Regions from separate parts of the Mus musculus genome. Here region 2 is linked to region 1. A link is a contact called in public Hi-C data. All regions are on one chromosome and are shown on one strand. Each heading gives the region's core, a stretch centred on a gene start, on an enhancer-like site or on the middle of the called end of the contact. The rest is flanking DNA. Distances are from core to core; before and after follow the strand shown.

Evidence for each region. A called contact is a pair of places that touch in the nucleus more often than the background predicts.
Region 2: a Hi-C map of uterus shows a contact between it and region 1, with 4 times the contacts expected there. The contact joins two enhancer-like sites. A contact is called at or near these places in 2 of 15 datasets of contacts at CTCF or cohesin (the NIH/3T3 cell line and liver), 39 of 484 Hi-C or Micro-C datasets (the AtT-20 cell line, the C10 cell line, the C2C12 cell line and 21 more) and 1 of 115 datasets of contacts at active chromatin or transcription factors (kidney).

The regions. Positions count from the first base shown.
Region 1 is chr10:68,462,049-68,468,378 of GRCm38.p6, forward strand. The region is part of intron 5 of Cabcoco1 (ciliary associated calcium binding coiled-coil 1); the gene reads right to left. Among named protein-coding and RNA genes, the nearest start is that of Gm32872, 64 kb to the right of the region's middle. Within about 2 kb of position 3,118, at least 15 of the 459 cell types and tissues checked have an H3K27ac peak or open chromatin away from gene starts, as enhancers often do. A contact at or near this core is called in uterus, where this site is marked.
Region 2 is chr10:68,750,357-68,756,686 of GRCm38.p6, forward strand. Tmem26 (transmembrane protein 26) reads left to right here. Exons shown (of 6, transcript NM_177794.3): 4 at 752-972. Among named protein-coding and RNA genes, the nearest start is that of Tmem26, 30 kb to the left of the region's middle. Within about 2 kb of position 2,830, at least 2 of the 459 cell types and tissues checked have an H3K27ac peak or open chromatin away from gene starts, as enhancers often do. A contact at or near this core is called in uterus, where this site is marked.

The DNA.
Region 1 (6,330 bases), core at 1,868-4,367:
TAACAAACCACCCTAAAGTTGATTATAAAGACTGTCAGGTCACGTGACCTCAGTTTCCCTTACTGTTCTCGCTATTAACAGTCTTTTGTGGCTAAGAGAGCAAGAAATGGATGCTGAGAGATGATACCTAGACTCCATCATCAGATCTTGTCTGTCCTTTATGTCCCCAGCTGCGAAATAATAAGCCGTAGTGCCTATATTCCTACATCACCAGAGGAGGGACCGTTAGGAGGACTTACTTTAGCCAATTACATCCAGTTACAGCAAATTACAACTTAGATATAGTTAACTGACTGCTTTTTGGCCAGAAGCTAAGGGTGTTAAGCCGCTGCCTACAGGAAGTGCTGGAACATGTGTCAATATTTTCTTTTTCATCGAGCTCCACATCGTGGTTCATTCCAATGACCAGGTTTTGCAGACAACACAGGGACCCTCTGCACTTCACAAATCTTCAGGGAAAGCGCTTCCCAACTCAAGTCAGAACTCTGCCTTCCCTCCCGCATCTTCTTTTTCTCTCTTCTGCTTTCCTTACTCCTTCACTCAGGAGTTATTCTAGCTCACGAGACAGGAAACACAGAGAGAAGAGTCATTTGGGAATAAACAATTTTTTCTCCCCAAGGGACTGTAGTGCTAAAACAACATTAAAATTCCCAGCTGAATCTTGTGCTATGGAAGGAAGGCTTTTGCTTTTTGGACAGGCCACCTCTGGGACAATGGGATACTCCATAAGGGTGCTGTGGAGACAAGGGGAGAGGAGGGCTATCCGAATCAGAGCTTGCGGTTCCCTGAGACTGGCCTGCCTGAAGTCTCTTGGTGGGGAACGTAGACTCTGTATTTAAGGATCGCAGTTACCCAGTCTTAATGATTCCCCTTGTCCAAACTAATTGACAGGGATTGCATTATTATCCTGGGGACCAGAAAGGTTACCATCTCTCTGATGCTACTTAGCTTTCTGGAGAGGGCACGCCCTGAAATACGGGGTGCCATGAGGTTCATTCTGGATCTATTTGAGGGACATCGTCTAACTGTGACCCAATTTTATCTTATTTATTTTAAGTCTGGTCTGTTTTAAGTAGTTTGGATATCACCCTTGTTTCTTGATGGCTAATCTCATTTTTCTAGAATTACTTATTTATTAAAAGAATCATTTATTTTATGAATATGAGTACACTGTAGCTGTCTTCAGGCACATCAGAAGAGGACATTGGATTCCATTACAGATGGTTGCTATGAACTCAGGGCCTCTGGAAGAATAGTCAATGCTTTTAACTGCTGAGCCAGCTCTCCAGCTCCTAGAATTTTTATTTTTAAACCCAGAAGGCAAAAAGATGCCTGGCACTGAGATTATTTAGCCTAATGTTTATTTATTTTAAGTTTCATTGCATATATTCAATGTATACAGCACTGGGTTATACAGCAATATCTTCATACAGTGTGTATTATAATTGAACATACCCTCCCTGCCACTCCCCAACCTGCCAACCTTCTTTTTCTGAGATTTCCCCCCCCACCCCCCCCAATTTGGTGACTCTTTGGGTAGGTTGAATTTCTCAATTATGCTTCTAATCTAATCTGGTCCTACTAATTAAGGTATTTTTTTACTGAAGGAAGCTGACACTGTCCCCAACTCCGCCACACACTTTCTCATGCTATTTTTGTTTTGAAGATTTTTGTTCTACACGTGTAGTGTGGATGTGCTCACTTATAATCTCCTGATTATGGCTAAGGCTTCAGACAGAGCTGAGCTCACTTCTCAAGTTATGAGCGCGGCAGTCACCTAATAGTCTGTAATTACAGACATTTAGGCTTTAAAAATCCCGTGTTTTCCCATTTCCATTTGCAGGAGACAGATTTAAAGAGATTTACATGCAGAGACCAAAAAAAAAAAAAAATCCATTGTATTGTAAAGTCAAATGCTGCGGATAGCTTTCTTGTTTTTCTCTGAGCTCCCTTCAGTCAATCCCCCTCCTTAAAGAGATCCAAGGTGGCTCTCAACCTGTGGGTCGCGACCCCTTTGGGGATTCCCAGGGGGTGGCCTAAGTTAGTCTGCATATCAGATATTTACATTACAATTCATAACAGTAGCAAAATTACAGTTATGAAGTATCAATGAAAATAATTTTATGGTTGGCGGTGACCCAACCATGCTCTGGTGGTTCCTAACTTCTATGGGGGAGAGGGTAAGCCTTGAGTTTTGAGTAGTTAGTAGAGGTCTTCAGCATTAATAACTTTGAAAAGGTTCCACAGGGAAGCAGGACAAGAGAAGATGCAGCAGGAAAGATAGGCTTAGTGCATCAGGTGGGGGATCCGGCACAGACTGAGATCTATTCAGAAATTTGTTTCAAAAGTGCAGAGATATTGGGGCACATGTGAATGTCTTTGTGTGTATATGTCTCATACAACATAGATCACATTTCTATACCCAGAATATCGAGCATAGGAGGAGGATCAGTTTTGGTGAGAAAATATAAATGACCCATCATTTTGGGACAGACATCTAATAAATGACATTGATTTATTCTGGGTGAAAAAGGTAAGTTTCCAAGTGGAGCTAAAAATTTAATGGTTTGAAAATCTAATGGTCACCATTTGCATATATTTAATAAATATAAATAAATACACAATCTAATCAAATTAAACTTCACTGTTCTTTCTTTGTTATGATTACAAATCTATAGTCTTTATGCTTCTAACACAAAACCGGTTTTAACTGAACAAATCTAAAAAAAATATGTCTTTACTGAAGAATTTATCTTCCTGCTTCAGGGCCTGAGTTTTCTGGTTGCCCCCTTTAGCTCTTAATTAAGTTAAAATCAAGGGGGATAGCTACTTCAATGAAATAATTAAGACATAAAGATGAGAAGCTTCACTCCCTTCTGTGTATGTTGATCTGCAAATCCTCGGTACCGTAAATGGTTTTTGGATTTGAAAAGCAGCTCAAAGCCCAGTTACAAATGGAAGGAATGACTCAACCAGATAGAATTTCCTTAATTCTGAATGCCTTGATTTTTTGCTGATGGGGGGAAAATCTTTCCCAAGGGCAGGCAGATGAATCTTTGAGCAAACCTCCACAGGAGGGCGCCATAGTGCGACTCTGCTGCAAGCTGCAGCTGCTGAGGCCCTTCCGGCCTTTATCCCTGTTTTGATGAAGTGTCTCAGATAGAGTGTGTATTCCCTGAACTGGAAAATTCTATGTTGTCAAAACTCAGGATGATAGGTTTCATGTGAGTTTGCTTTTGTCTATCGGTTTAAAACGACTGGAAGTAATTTAATCTTTCTTTGGGAGGCATGTGGTCTTTGTACATTTTATCTTAAAACACAGTAAAATGGGTGAGCTGCATGCTTTAAATGAAGCAAAAGCTAAACAGGTCAAAGCTACAGCATGCTTTAAAATGGCTGGTATATGTTAGAACAAGCTAATTAATCAAACCTGGAGACATCACAAAAGTGCACTTATTACTTATAATTAGGATGTGTTTATACGTTGTTTGCATAGATCACATTATTTTCAAATGATATATATTACTTATAATGGCATGTTTAGCTAACTAGGTGGTAGATAGGTAAATCAATCTTAGCAAATATAGGAACAGAATCAAAATATAAATTGTTGAATGGCTCTCTCTAAGACATAAAGATTCTGGAAACATACACTACAATGTTTGTGGTAGATATTTGGCCCAAATTACAGACTTAAAAAATGAGCCTTTTTATAACTCACATTTTGGTAGTATATTCTCAAACCATCCTCTAAGAGATAAGAAATGTTAATATTTTACTAGATTTAAATCAATATAAAAGTAATTATGATCTTGGCAGTTGCCATGTGTCTTTGTGAGCCTGGCCTTATTCTGAAGACAAACAGAGCCTTGTAAGCTCAAGACAGCCACACTGAATGGACAGCTTCATTAAATCTGAGAAGGACCAGGCCTGGTGGATATCGATATAGATTATATGGTTCCAATAACTGTTTATATAACATACACATTTCCAGTAAGAAAACTATTCATCTCATTATGGATTTTGCTCAAAGAAATGTCATGTGGACTAATCCTAACAATGGAGAGGAAGCGGAGGAGGGGCCTTGGGTATTTTGAGAACCTCTGTGGTAGGATGTAACTGCCTTACAGTCAAATGTTGGTAGCTTTGATAGTCTAGGAATTTGTAGTTGAAACAAAATAACATAAGTGCAGTATAAATGGGACAGCTTTCGGGGTCTGCATTCCTTATTAGAAACTGATGCTGTCAAGATTTCATACAAGCGAGCCTGCAGAAATATCTCAGTGGGGAAAAGCCCTTGCCATGCACAACCCTGAATTCAACCCCAGAACATGCGTTGGATGGAATTGACTCCTGAAAGTTGTCCTCTGACCTAAACACACACACACACACACACACACACACACACACACACACACACACACACACTCACAAGCACATGAACACACATACAAAAAACACTCACATTTACACAGGAGATATACACACACATACAATATACACAGAGAGAGACACATAAAGATACATTCATACACACAAAGTGTACATACACACAGGAAAACACATACAAAAATACATTCATATACACAAAGTGTACACACACATATACACACATACAAAAGTACATTCACACACAAAGTATATACACACACTATACTATACACAAACTCAAACACATACAGACATGCCCCACACACATAAACACACATATATTTTATACACAGAGATATCATACATATAATAAATAATTTTTTAAAAAATTAAAAATATCATACTCATGAAAACACTTGCTTAGGTAGAGAGGCTGGTGGACTTTCCAATGGTTCACACCTGGTTGGTAACATTAAATTTGCTGGTAATTAAAATGCTACTTCACTGTTTTCCCAGGGAATTGAGCCACAGTGACTAAATTTAATATCTTTTCTTTTTAGCTCCTACTGATAGACCTTTATGTCAATAAATAATTCAGAAGGTAGATTTAAAAATACAAGACAACTTAGGTAAGTGCTTACACATCATATTATTTAAAACACTGTTCTGTAAATTTGGCAACTTTTATGTAGTCAGATACTTTAATAATTTAACCACACTTAGCCAGTTTTCTTTGGATTTTTTATTGTAGGTTTATTCTAGTTTATATTCTATAATATTTTATTATTGTGCAATGCTGGGGGTTGGGAAGTGTTCTATCACTGACTGATGCCTCCTCCCCTTTACCCAGAATCCAGTTCATCAGAAACTTCATGAGACAAGTTCTTTCTTTAAAATCTTAAGAGAGTCATTGTTATGAAATGTCTTGACATCAGGAAGTCAAACTAACTCAACTTCTGAGTCAGCTTCCACTAGATTTCATATCATTGTGTGATATCAAAATATTTCCTGCACACAAAAATGTCTTATTGATGACATTTTATTTTGTTTTGCCATTTCCCTCCCTTTATCCCTTTTTCTTTTCTTTTCAAAACTTTTATCATTATTATTCGTATGTGTGTGTGTGTTTGTGTGTGTGCTTGGCGTACCACTAAGCCTAAGGGCTACACTAATCTACAACTAAAAGCATACATACTTAGAAGGCAGCTTGACAGCATGTGCATTTGACACACATGCTGAAATAGCATCCCCTCCTCTCTGGGCCTTTGACCTTCCAAACCATAAGTTTAGATCATGTTTACATGACAAGGTATGAAATTCCTTCTTGTCAAGCAGGCTTCGAGTCCAAACCCTCAGTGGCTGGTTACCTGCTAACCTCCACACCACTATTGCACAAGTGGACATATCTTGCTTGGCAGGTCAGGATTGTAGCATCAGAGTTGGCTGCCAGCAATGCCATCAGTAACTTTCCTCTTCTGTATTTTCCTTTTTTTTTTTTTAAATGGCATATATTCATTATCCTTAGTAAAGTATTTCATAAGGACATTTAATGCAAGCACACAATGTATTTTGACCATATCCCTGGTCCTTTTCATCCCCTTAGACAGTGACACATCTCCTCTTACGTCATGTACACATATATGATTTATGTATCAATGTAAAATCTAGGACCCATAATGGGAAGACATATTTGTCTTACTGATTCTGGCTTAACTCCCGTAATACCATGATACTAAGTCCATCCCCAGCTCATCCATCTTTGTGCAAACGATGTAATTCCGCTTTCCTTTTGGGTGAATGAAATTCCATCGTGTATACACAGCTTGGTTTATCTCCCCTACTGCTGAGCAACTGGGTTGGTTCCATACCTTAGCAACTGTGATCAGAGGTGGACTGAACAGCCCTGTGCAGGTACTTGTGACATGTGGAAACACAGTCCTCTGGATTTCCTTCATCTTT
Region 2 (6,330 bases), core at 1,580-4,079, 290 kb after region 1:
GAGCCATTATCCTGTCTACTTGCTTCATAGATCTTGTAGTCTTTAAATATTTCAGTCTAAGCCAATAGTAACATTTTAAAATTTACTTAGAAGTTGAAAAGGGAATGATATTTCCTTCCTCTGGGATATACTATGAGATCTAACAGTTTGTCAAACCTAAGAGTAAAGACAGGCTCATTTTTTCTTGCTCTACTATGCATTATTGAGTAAATGCTAATTATTCAGAGTAAAGATAGGACTATTACAATTATTATTCTCTTCCTCTGAGTAAACAGATGGACACTATTTTTTTTTCTAATTAAAGTTTTACAGCAGCAATGGACAAAAGGAAGATTGTAAAAATTCCAATGTTAATAAATTCAGGTTTTTAAATCAATAAAAGAAAAATATTGGATTGTTTTTATAATTTTAATATGGAACTTATCAAACTTTGTTAGGCATCATACTTTATTATGGGCTGTAATAAAACACCCAATGATCTTTAAAACATTATTAAATTGATTCTTTAAATATCACAAGGCATCATCTTATTAGCCGTGTAAGGTTTAAATTAACCACATGTTGAGTAAATCCTGCTTTAAAAGCCCCATTGTATTTCTTTTGTAGCGTGTTCATTTTCCTTAGTTATTAAAGAATGACACTTGGAAAATGCTGACAAAAACACACTGTTGACCAGGAGCTGAAAGCCATGTTGAAGTAGATAATCATTTACACACTGACAGTTCCTGAACCTGATGTCTCTGTTCAACAGGCCAGAGGCTTTGTCGACAATTTATCCATGGTATGTGAACCGGTCTGGACCTTAGGACTCCACCAAACACTCCTGCTAATATTAATCATTGGACGGTGGCTTCTCCCCATTGGAGGCACCATCACTAGAGACCAACTCTCAGAACTTCTTCTGATGTTTGTGGGGACGGCGGCCGACATACTGGAGTTCACTACTGAGACTCTGAAGGAAAATAATGTCAGGTAAGTTCCTGATGCAACGTCAGCACCACAGGCTTGGCTTGCTGCTCTGTTGTTTATCCTGCACCTGGCTCGTTGTCCTATTGTCTGTATGTGGCATATGTAAGGCTTTTAAAGACAGCTTTATGTCAGGGCTTGAGGGAGGACTTATTTAGTGAGTTTGTTTTCTATGCAAGCCTCAGGAACTGAGTTTGGATCCACAATTCCCATGTAAGCACCAGGCATGGTGGTGTGTATGTGTCATGTGTGTCTAGGATCACAGCACTGGCGATGTGAAGACAGGAGAATCTCTAGGGCTCACTGGAAGGCCATTCAAACCAAATTGGTAAACTCTTAAACTCCGTGTTCAGTGAGGGTAAGGTGGGGCTGATAGATAAAAGCACCTCACATCAAACCTCTGGACTCCATATGCACTTAAACACATGTGCAGACACATCAGGTACACATAAGGACATGAATGAACATCTATTCACATATACACCACATGTACTATATCTATATAGATATATAGCTATATCTATACACACACAAAGACCAATCTTTATCTTAAAAAGGAAAATGCAGGAAGGAGGTTCAGGCTGAGAAAGAGGATATACCCACCCTGGATAGAACAGAAAATTGCCATATAGTTACACCATAAGTCCAGGAGGGTCATGGTGGAACCACAGCGACTACGGGTATCTGGAGACCATCTCTATCCTCTTCAGCCAAGTGTCAGCAGTACAGCCCATGTCATTATTTTCTCCGAGATCACCTAGCTCCAAGAGCCATAGAGACACCGTCCCTTTCTCTAGCTATAGAATTTACATTTCCCGGTGAGAAGGAGAACAGAGCCAATGAAGTTTTATTGTACAGAATTTTATTTTTAGTCAGTTTTGTTCAAAGTGCCCAAAGGCTTTCTGGTGGAGATGCCTATAAATTAAAACTTATTGAGTTGGTACTTTTATTTTTGCCACCAGCAAGCAAACTCGGAATCCGTGATCACATCTGTTTATGGAACTGCTTTCTTCCCATTAGGGATTTGAGTCTCCGTGCCTGAATGTACTTTAAGCTTGGGTTGTTTTGTATGGTGCTATAAAAATAAATTGGAATGAGGCTGGCTTTTAATGCTACGGTTTACTTTATCCCACTCTCCTCAAACAACAAAACATAAAGCCTGAGCCAAACACACCGACTTATTAAATAAGCCTAATTTCTCAATCACAGCGTGAATCACTATTTATAAGTGAGAGATTTTTTTTATAAGAACACTCATTGTTTTGTACATACTAAATTATTTGTTCAGTTTATTAAGTCAACATCATTTTTGAGGTATCAAATATGAGTTGGATGACTGTAGTCACTGTGTTTATTTTCATGTGGTGGTTCCAATGCCTTATGCTTGATCAGCATTTTACATTGAATAGTAATTTCAAATACATTTAAGATCATTGCAGTACAATGTCACTACTAGAGGAACATCAATGGACCATGATGGACCCCCTGAAATTATGAACATGGATAGTTACAAACCTGACATCTATCTATAAAATGAATGCATACATGCTAAATATCTTCCAAGTACAGAGACAGCACAAGACAATAAAGGGCTTGAAAAGAGAGGGCTTTGTTTTACGGAGCTAGTCGTAAAACGAGAGAAATGCCAAACCCGGTTATCTTAATGGGCTCTGCGAGTCCCATCCAGAAGTATCATCAAAGAGTAATGGATCCCGTGTTTACCAATAAACGTTGATTATTAAATAAGTTGATTTAATTGTTTGACCCATAAAAAAGCGCCCTTGGAAGTCACTCGGCACTGCTTAATTGACTAAGAACTGATTTGTTATTTAACATGTGCCAGGTACCGTGTTAGGCAGAGCTTGGGGAACAAAACCGTAAACAAGTTATGAACCAAAGATCACACAGTTCAGCCAAAACAAGACTGTTTCGGTCCAGTGAGAATTTAGGGAGGACTGGATGTTTCAAAGCATCATCAATTTCTCCAATTTTTTTTTTCTACTTACAATTCAATTCAAATACTTTCTGAGTATATATTTTGGAAATTTTGAACTTGTGTTTCACGCCAGTTAAAGCTTAATGAGGCTGAATAAATTAGAGTAGGCCTGTATCTGCAGGCTTCTCATTCGTGGGTAGAAAGTGTTCTAGAAATGACTCCAAGTTCATTATTGCCCTACAGCACGGATTACATGACAATGTTGTACAATGTTTTCTAAGAACTTGAGTGTCCTACAAGCACCCTCCTATAAATAATAAAGGATATTTTGTTACAGATTCCATTTCTAAATATCTTCCCATGTTGTTTTCGATTGTATTTCCTCAAATTGAAATTATTTTGTTTCAGTATTTCCAGATTGTGTCAGTGGCCTTTTCTGATTTCCCTCCTGTCCCCTTGCACCTCTGTAACTCAAATACACCTCAACCTGTGGTCAACTCCCAAAATGCATCTAGACTTCCTCTTCAAAAAGCTTGCTTCCGAGTTCTAAGTTCCTGTCTCAGGTCTCATATATACTGTAAGAAACGATACCAAAAATGTCGTGTGTGTGTGTGTGTGTGTGTGTGTGTGTGTGTGTGTGTGTCTGTCTGTCTGTCTGTTCAGAAAAGGAGACTGGATCCAATGGAACTGTAGTAACAGCTGGTTGTTAGCCACAATGTGATGCTAGCAATTGAACACAGGTCCTTAACTGCTGAGCCATCTTCCACCTCATAAGGATGTCTTATGAATAACAGAGTTCTCTGTAATACAATGTATTGGTTTATCTCTTTTGGGTTATGTTTCTTGCTGCCATACATAGGAAATAAGAACAAATCCAAAATCAGAAGCATATTCCTTTTTCTACCTATGGGACTATTTAGCTCTCTCTGTCTCTGTCTCTCTCAGAGTGTATGTGTGTATATGTTTGAGTGTGTGCATGCTTGTGTGTGTGTATGTTTGCATATGTTTGTGTGTGTGTTTCCATTTGATTTAACTTTGTGCACTGTGAGATAAACCTTCAAGTTCAGTATTTTGGGCAATGACCAAGCTTGGACTAATTGTCTCGAAAATATCTGTTGAAAATACTCTTTCTGAGTTCAGCTGGTGTGTTTATTTAAAATCAGTTGACTGCAGGTATAAGAGCTCCAATGAGGCATGTGTGTGCTTGTCCTTATACCAACCTCACAAGGTGGTTTTGGTAGACACTGTAGCACTACTTTCTAAAAACCATTGCTTCTGGTAACGTGGGGCTTTACCTAGCCATGTGGCTGTGACCATCTTACTGAGTTTTATTTAAAAAGCAACCAAACCAAACCAAACCAAACCAAACCAAACCAAACCAAACCAAACAACAAGCAAACATACAAACAGAAAACCTTGTGGTCTTGTAGGAAGTGAGCTAACATGAACGATTATTTGGGAAGCTTCAGAATTATAAAGCCCTCTCATCTGTGAACGTGAAAATTCTGAGCTTGTTTCTGACATGTTTGCCTCCTTTTGGAACCCCCTATCCTCTTACTGGCTTGCCTTGTCCAGCCTTACTATGAGGGGAGGTGACTAATCTTACTGCAACTTGATATGCCTTGCTTCTTGATATCCCCAGGAGACCTGCAGTTTATGAAGGGAAACTGAGGAGCGATGGATGGGGAGGGAGGAGGCAGGGGTGAAGGAGGTGAGGGATGGAGACAGGGAGGAAAGAGAAATTGCCCTTGGGATGTTATATCATAGATAGATACTCTTCAACTCACCTTTGCATTTCAAGTCCTTTCTCTGCTTTTCTACATGATTCTCTTGAGTCTTTTATTATTTCTTTTACTAATTTTTATTATTATGTCTTATATTCTTTCTGATGGAGGTTTTTTTTTTCTTTCCTTTCCCTTTCTCGTTTTTAGTTGCTTTAGTGGAGACATTATTTATATACGTAATGATTTGGTAACCAGCAATGACACACAAAACTTACCTATTTTGTTTCTATCTCCAGGTTTTACTGTTAGATCATCCTCCTTATAAGTGAAGACACTTCTGATTGTTGCCAAAGCATGCTCCATGAATTTATTTTTTTGTCTTATTCTACCATCTTGTAGCCCTCCTCTGCATCAGACAGATACAGTAGAATTGAACATTTCAGTCTCAAGAGAAATATTTTGGTTTTCTCTGTTAAGGGTGCTGTTGCCATTCTGCTGGCCCAGGCTATCATTATAAACCTGAGGAAATGTAATTTTTTATTTCTACATCAGTGAGAAATTTTTCTTATGTATATTGAATACCATGAGGTCTGCCTTTTTTGATATGATTTTTATTTTGGTGGTTGTTCTTTATTATAAAAAAATGACTGTATTATATTAACTGATCTTCAGATGTTAAATCACCTTTGATGCCAGGATAAATTGAACTTAGTTGTGCAGCATAGTTCTTTGTGATGTGGTTTTTTGGCCTGATTTGCCAACATTTCTCCTTTCTTCCATCTTGTCCATGGGGCATATTGTTCCCCAGTATTATCTCTAAGGGTATCTCATTCAAGCTTTTGAATCCAGACAACACTGGCTTTAATAAACGTACCAGGAAGCATCATTTTTATTTCTATTTACTGAAAATATTTTTTGCATAATTGATATTTCTTTCAAGAATTTATAGAATTCCCCAAGGAAGCAATCTGGACCAGGCCTTTCCTTTATGGGAAGTGGTTTCCTTTTCCTCTTTGCTCCCTCTACCTCTTCCCCCTCATCTTCCTCCTCCTTTCTTCATCATATCTAATCACTAATTCAATATCATTTCCTCCTCTAGGACTAGTTAGATATTTTATATTTTTCTTATTTGGGGGTGTGCTTTTCTCTCAAGGATATTTTTTTCTCTTTCTTGTAAATAAGTGGTCTTTTGCCATGAAGTTCTCCTGCTGTTAGCATACATGTGTTAATAAGTTCTGTGGCCTCAGAGGTGAGCCCTCTGTTTCATTTCCTGGGTTTAAATGTTGACTCACTCTCGTTCCTTTTCCCCAGAGAGGATGGGCTTGCTTACTTGTTGGGGGAGGATTATCGGCCTATTAATTAATTATTTAACTTATTTATTTATAAAGACAGACGTGTGGGTTTTATTGACTTGATGATAATCATTCCATTTTCATTTCTTTCTCAGACTTTAGATCACCAGTCTTTCTTCTCCAGCATCCAGAGTCCCACGTTTACTTCTCGGCACGGCTGTCTTACGTTCCTATAGATTCTGGTGTCTTGGTCCTTTATTTAATATAATTCAAAATTAGTTCCCAAGTAAATGAAGATTCCTCAAAATTTCTCCTTCGTTTTAAATTTTAATTGTATTGTACTCTTGTTATGAATTAAATTGGTTCAACACGTTTAAATGTCCCGAGGCTTGCTTGATGAAGCATCTAGCTT